Linked DNA regions of Athene noctua: region 1 is linked to region 2. The links are chromatin contacts, called in public Hi-C maps. All regions are on one chromosome and are shown on one strand. Each heading gives the region's core, a stretch centred on a gene start, on an enhancer-like site or on the middle of the called end of the contact. The rest is flanking DNA. Distances are from core to core; before and after follow the strand shown.

What was found. A called contact is a pair of places that touch in the nucleus more often than the background predicts.
Region 1: a Hi-C map of heart shows a contact between it and region 2, with 7 times the contacts expected there. The contact joins the promoter of ZNHIT6 here to the promoter of BCL10 in region 2. A contact is called at or near these places in 2 of 2 Hi-C or Micro-C datasets (heart and liver).

Annotation. Positions count from the first base shown.
Region 1 is chr5:16,924,577-16,927,767 of bAthNoc1.hap1.1, forward strand. It overlaps ZNHIT6 (zinc finger HIT-type containing 6), which reads right to left and starts at 1,284. Exons shown (of 10, transcript XM_074906508.1): 1 at 1,195-1,284. The coding sequence starts at 1,262. It overlaps COL24A1 (collagen type XXIV alpha 1 chain), which reads right to left. Exons shown (of 60, transcript XM_074906511.1): 60 at 2,674-3,191.
Region 2 is chr5:16,774,310-16,777,903 of bAthNoc1.hap1.1, forward strand. It overlaps BCL10 (BCL10 immune signaling adaptor), which reads right to left and starts at 1,486. Exons shown (of 3, transcript XM_074908188.1): 1 at 1,362-1,486. The coding sequence starts at 1,445.

The sequences.
Region 1 (3,191 bases), core at 34-2,533, 150 kb after region 2:
TGGCCTGGCTACATCACCCGTACTGTGCATCCTACCACGCTGCCTTGTAATACTCCTGGTTTTAGGCAGATGGAAGATGTATGTCTAGAATTCACACTCGAACCTGAACACTACACCCCATTTTTTCAGCAAAACAGAACCATGACAATATCATCAGCAAAACTTCTTCTGGCTGTTAGCAGTGCAAACCCCGAAGTCTGGGAACCTCTCAGGTACAACGTGTAAGGTTTATGAATATAACTAACAAATATTAACTCATTAAAAAAAAAATTTCCTCTACAAGTAGAATCTTCTGCTTTTTCACTAGGCTATTACAACAGATATTTATTCTATTCTTACGAAAGAGTTCTTGATATATTAAATAAAATAACTGTCACTTTTCATTCAACTCCAACAAATGGGGAAGGGAAATAACCCTCCCCCCACACCAGTAATGGCACAAACCCACCACTTTCAACTACTAGAGGAGAAACGTATAGAGGAAAAATATTTTTCTTGCTCTCCCCACCACGGGCTCGCTGCCAACTGACAGTGGAGGTGTGAAGGACAAGCTTAGCAGTACCATCTCCTGACGAGAAAGTGACTCCATGTACTGGCAGCACGAAGCATTGTAAGAACAGAAAAAAAGTGTTTCATACACTGCAAGACAGAAACGGGAATTACTCCGAACAAGGATTCCTTTTGTCTTTTTATTCTCTCCACAGTGCCCAACGCAAGTTCGCAATCCAGCGGCAACACCAGGGAGGGCTTCGCCAGTCAGCTGCGCGCAGGCCCCGCTTCACAAGCGGGCGCGGCTCCCCAGGGCAGCGCTGCCCCAGGGCAGGAGCAGCCCCCTCCCGCGTACGAACAGGAACGTCCCCGCAGCGGCGACTGCTCCTCTCCACAGAGGAGGAGCGAGAAGGCGCGGGCGCTGCCGCGCAGGACGCGGCGATACCGGGCGCCTCGGGCACCTGCGGGCTCCGGCACCACCCGGGAGGGGAGGGGCAGGCTCGGCCCGCAGCGGGCCCCGCGAAGCCCCCCGGGGCAGGCCCACGGCGGCGGCGCCGCGGGAGGAGAGGCCGGAGCAGCCTTTCCCTTCGGCGGCCTCGGGTTTTCGCGGAGCCCAAGTGACGGCGCTGCCGAAGCCCGGCCGGCCGCGGGCGCCTGCAGGAGGCCTGAGGGCGCTCCCGGGCGCGGCCCCGCGCTTGCCCGTACCTCTGCAGGGACATCTTCCGCCCGGCCGCCGACCGCCGAGCGCTCTCGGGGCCTTCCTGCTCCGCCATGGCTGCGCGGCGCCGCCTCCCCACGCGGTGCCCGACGGGGCCTGGCCGGGGCGGGCCCGGCCGCGGCCTTTCCTGGGCGGCGGCGCCGCCTGGCGACCCTCGGCGGCCTCGCCCTGCCGCGCCGCGGGGCCTCGCCCCGCAGCAGGGAGGAGGGCCCGGCCCCGCCCCGCCCGAGGCGGCGCTGAGAGAGCGCGGAGCCTTCGCGGGTGTTCCCTCCTGCGTCAGGCCGGTTCAGCGCCCCGCTTCCCAGGTGGTTTTTAGTGGATTTTTGACCATGAAAAATAATAAAAGGAAGAGGGCGCTAAGAGGATGCTGACAAAGACCTGTAATCTAGCTCAGGGCTTGCTCTAAAATTAAAAGTAACAAAGTAGTCAACCACCTCGGTTGATAAAAAGATAATTAACAAGTACAGGTACTTGTTAACATTGTGGGACAAAATTGTGCAAGATCTGCGTCTGCCTTCAGGACCTCCGGTGGAGCAGCCTGAACGCAAGAGCCTTTCCAAAACGCACGCTGCACCGTATACAAGTATACCGTCAGGCAGGATGCTTTCAGGCAAATGTTTCTGGCAAACTCCAACTCAAGCGACATGGTAGACGTCACAAATTCATTGTGCGGGCTGCATGGGATGTGCAGGATGTGCACTTTTGCCTCAATTACAGAAATGCACATATTTACATTTGAGCAACCTTATAATACTTCAAGCTGTTTGATTTTAAAATAAGTAAATTCTGAGATAAATAAACCATAAACATAGGCTATAAAGAATTTCCAAAAATAAAACGAGACTAATAAAAATACACACGAAGCGGAACATTTTCTAAAAGATGACATTCTTAAAAATATATATATATATAATCCTTTTGTCGTGATGCCAGCTCCACAGCCAAACTAAGAGCAAATGTGAAGTGATACTGTCAGAGTGTAATGATCCTGAAAATGCAGAAAGTGAGACATGTTCTCTAACCTCTATCATCATGTTGCAATCTTGCTTTGTCTTTAGCTTCATCTGATTTTCTCAAAGGGGACAAAACCTCAATATAAAATGTAAACTGCATGCTTCAATATAAAATATAAATTGGGATGTACATGTACTTTACCTTGTAAAAGTAAACACTGTCGCTCTCGCAGTATTCCACGGCACAAAGTGTGTGCATTTCCCCTTGGTCAAGGAAGCATTGCCACCTAACAAGTACCCTTCTAAAGGATTTTCATCATTACAAAGGATGAACTATACAATATGAAACAGAATAGTAAACGACAAGCAGATAGCTTAGAAGCTTATTTTATTATACTTTGGTAAGTGTGGTTTCCTGTGGATCAAGACAATTAAACTAGCAGTTTGAACTCTCCCCTGCTCCCCAGTATAGTCTGGTATCACCCTGCAATGTACTACTGAGCACACTTTGGATTGAAAATAGATAGAGACATATCATTATAAAGAGAGATTTTCTTAATGGTAAAATGGTTTGGTTTTAATTAAAAAAAAAAAAAAAAAAAAGATGGTTGAACATTTTAGGCTTTAAAAACCCGAAATGATCTAATGACTTTGCAAAAAATGGAATTCCTAGGTTGATGAAAGGCTGATTATAATTTAACAGCAGCCATTCAGAAGACATGCTGTAGTAGATTTTTTTCACAAGTTACAAAATATATACACAATATATCATCTTAAGATGCCTTTGACATGTTAACTGAAATACAGAATCTAAAACTCAAAACTACTGTAGGTATCTCTTCTACAACAATTTTTACAATGGCTGTAAAGCTAACTGTTCTGACTATATGCATCATATACAATGTGCTGTCTCATATACCATTTCCACAACAGTACACAAAAATATTTTAAACAAAAAATATCCACATAAATAATGTTTTCATTGTAGTGAAGTATGTGACCAATGATTTAAAATAAGTACCTTTACAACA
Region 2 (3,594 bases), core at 236-2,735:
TGAAACAGCTAAGAGAGTTCACACTGAACCAGCACTTTGTATCGTGAAGCCACAACATTTCAAATCTGAGAGAAGCGACTCTGAAGTCAGATTTATTGGATTGTATTTTGATGATAAAACTAGCGTTATTTCTTTCTACGTACTAGGTTTCCATCAAGTCCTCAAATTACTATGGGAGACCCTGTAAGAGCAAGGGTTGAAGCAACAAATATGCACTTCTGTAAATTGCAGCCATGAATTCAGTCACTAACACAAATTAACATATATATCACGTTATATGTATAGTCTGACTTAAGTAATTCTTATCTTTTTGTGTGTGTGTAACTACTGGATGCTAATTATTGCAGTATTACCCTGTAGTTCCACAGAAGCAAGTAATAACTTGAAAAACATGCCTCACAAAACTATGACAAAGCATTTAAAGAAAATTATGTATGCATAAAGCTAGTTAGAAACCAAAGCCGAACTTCAAGCACTCTTTATTGTACTTTAAAGGAACACAAAACCCCCAAATAAGTCAATCAACAGACTGTAAATTATAAACAGAAACTAATTTTGTTTTGGAATTAACCAATCACCTGAGTTTAGTGAGCACATTACTTGCTTCCCAGTCTAGCAAAGAGATAAGTAAATCCAGACTGAATCAGGATGAAGTCTGCCCTCAGATATCAGATATCAGTGATTAAATATGGAGGAAAGAAATCAGAAAAATATAGAATAAAAAGCCTCAAGAAAACTATTTAATCCAAACATTCATTCTCTGCAAGAGAGAATCTCTTAGCACCGAGAGAAGCACACACAGCTGCAGCTAACCTTCGGATGCCGTATTAGTTACTCATCACCTACTCCCTCTCCTACGCCTCACCGCTGTACAGAGACACGACGAACATCAACCCCTCGCCACTCCGGCCTTGCGACGCGACAAGGGAGCGGAGCGCTTAGAAGAAACCAAAAGAAAACGGAACGCTCAGGAGAGTACCTGGCCCCAGGCTTCAGCTTTCACCAGCCGCGGTCAGCCTCCTACCGGGAATGCCCCCGGAGGCCGGAGCTGCGGGATGCCGCGGCGGGGCCCCAACCCACAGCGGCGGGGCCCCAACCCACAGCCGCGGGGCCCAGGGCTGGGCCCGCCGCCCCCGCCGGCGCCCTACGGGAAGGCGACGGGGAATTCCAGGCAGCGCGACAGGGGCCTAGCCCGGCCCGGCTCCCGCCTCCACACCGGCCTCCACTCCCGGACGCCGCTCTGGCAGAGCTTCCGCCTCCCCCGCCCAGGCCCAGGCCCAGACCCAGGCCCAGGCCCGGGGCCCAGCCCGCCCCAGCCCCGAGCGCCTCGGCCTCCCGGCCCGGCCCAGCCCACCACTTACATCCTTCTTCACCTCGGCCATCTCATCCTCCGTTAGCAGCCGCCCCGCAACCCCCGACCCCGACCCCGGGTCCGGGCCTTCCATAGCGGACGCGCCGTCGCCGCGGAGAGCCGCTCAGGGCAGCGCTTCCGGCCCGGGCCCCGCCCACGCGCGCCCACGCGCCAATGGGCCCTCAGGGGAATCACCCCGCCCCCACGGCGGCCCCGCCCAGCGGCGCGTGCGCGGAGCGGCCCCGCCCACCCCCTGCGGCGGAGCCAGCGCCGGGCGCGGGGCGGGGCGGGGCCGCCGCGGGCAGCGGCTTCCGTGCGGCGGGGCGGGCAGTGAGGGACTGGCGGTGGGAAGACCCCGCCCTTCTCCGGGACTGCCGCCCTGCGCCCCTCGCGCCCCGCCGGAGGCCGGGCGGCCCCACGCTCTCGGGCTCGGCCCCAGAGGGTGCCGCGGAACTGCCGGGAGCCGCCGCCGTTACCGGACACCCGGTCCCACCCCAGCCCCCGGGGCCGCCCGGCCCTGCCCCACGCAGGAGGAAACTCTTAAAGAAAGGACAGAAGACAATCGGTATTTTCTCAGCTGTCAAAGGTAAAACTCTGCCTATCGTTGCAGTCTTGAAAGCTTCGTTTCCATCAGTTAAACATGAAAGTAGAGAAGTAGAAGCAACCCGGAGTGGGTTTCGCTGTCACTAAGGCAAACTGCCAGTTTTGCAATATTTTGCGAAGTCCTTTTGCTCGATGTGTCCTGTTAATATCCCTAGTTCAAATACTAACTGCAGTGACACCTATTTTACAGTGAGAGCATTCCCAGATCTTCTATAAACACATTGGATGGCAAAGGTTTTGCCCAGAACATTTTAAAAATAAAGGACTAGTCACTGTTCTTACCTGGTGACGGTGCTGGTTTCTGTAGAGCTGGGTGTTACAGTCACAGCCGGTCCTGGCTGCCAGAAGACGCCCCCAGCTGTGCTCCCTGCCGCTGCTCTGAAGGACCCTTCTGCCCAGTAAACACTTCAGACTCTCCCTCACCATCCAGCCCTACAGACCTGATCGCTGGTGGTTTGGCAGCGCACACCTTTGCTCATAACCCAAATCCTTCTGTGCTGTTACTCCCTCCCCAAGAAGCCTTTGTTTGCTGTAGTGTATTTGAATTTCTCAAAGCTGTCTGTGTATCTCTGGATTAAACATCTGAAGCACCAAATACATGAGTATTTGTCTCCTGTTTTCCTGCTCAGAGGGCGAGGGCTGCAGGGCAGGCCATTTTTTTCAAGTCCAAGTGCCTACGTGAATTCTCCCTAACCTGTGCTAGATACCCAATTACATGGAAAGGTTTTAGATTCTCTGATGCTTTCAGTGAGCTCATGGTGGCTCTTCTGACCCCTGACTCCCATCCTTGCTAATTAAACAAATGCCTTCCAGCTCCTCCTCTTCAAGGTGAATTATATTGTAGACTTTGCTGGCTCTGTACAATACTGCTGATAAAAATAGCTATCATACATTCTGAATTTAGAGCATTTGTTAATAACCTTGCTCAGTGAGAGGTGCAGTTCAAAGCCATGTGATGTCTGGAGGGTTAGGCTTCTGCATTCCTGAGCCATGTATGAGACAAACTGAAATAAATTAACAGCAGTCAGAAAAAGAGCATGCGGTCAGAGAATACAAGAATAGAATATATTTTAGCAGACTTAATGCCGATAAACCTTAACAGGATTTAATGGTCCAGGCAGCTGGAAGAAGACTACTCTCAGCATGAAACTCATTGCAGGAGGTTAACATCAGTTCAAGATTAAGAAGTGTGCCTCAATGAAGAGCAAATTAATTTCTTTCAGGGGACCTGGGAAGATTTTGGACACTGTATTGGTTTTATGAGTATGTACATATGTAATGTCCATCTAGAATAAATTTCTAGAGTAAGCTTCCAGATAAGTTTTGGAAACAGCTTATGACCCAGAGCTGTTAAAAGCTTTCACAATAGTGATCCTATAAATTGTTGTAGTGCTGTCACAGTTTGTGAGAAGGGGCCGGTTGGTGTTTCAGAGCTGTGCCTTGCTCCAGGTTTTCTTCACCCTCTGCCCTCATTGATCAGCCCCTCTCCAGGCAGGCCGTCCTTACTGCAGAGCAGGGCCTCTACCTGGGAGCTTCATGTGCTCCTATCCCATTCTGCCTCCTGGTCCTTACTTGAGGGTCTGGGTCCTGCCTCAGGGCAACCCCTTTTTGGAGCTGGCAGGACCCCCCATGCCCCCTGC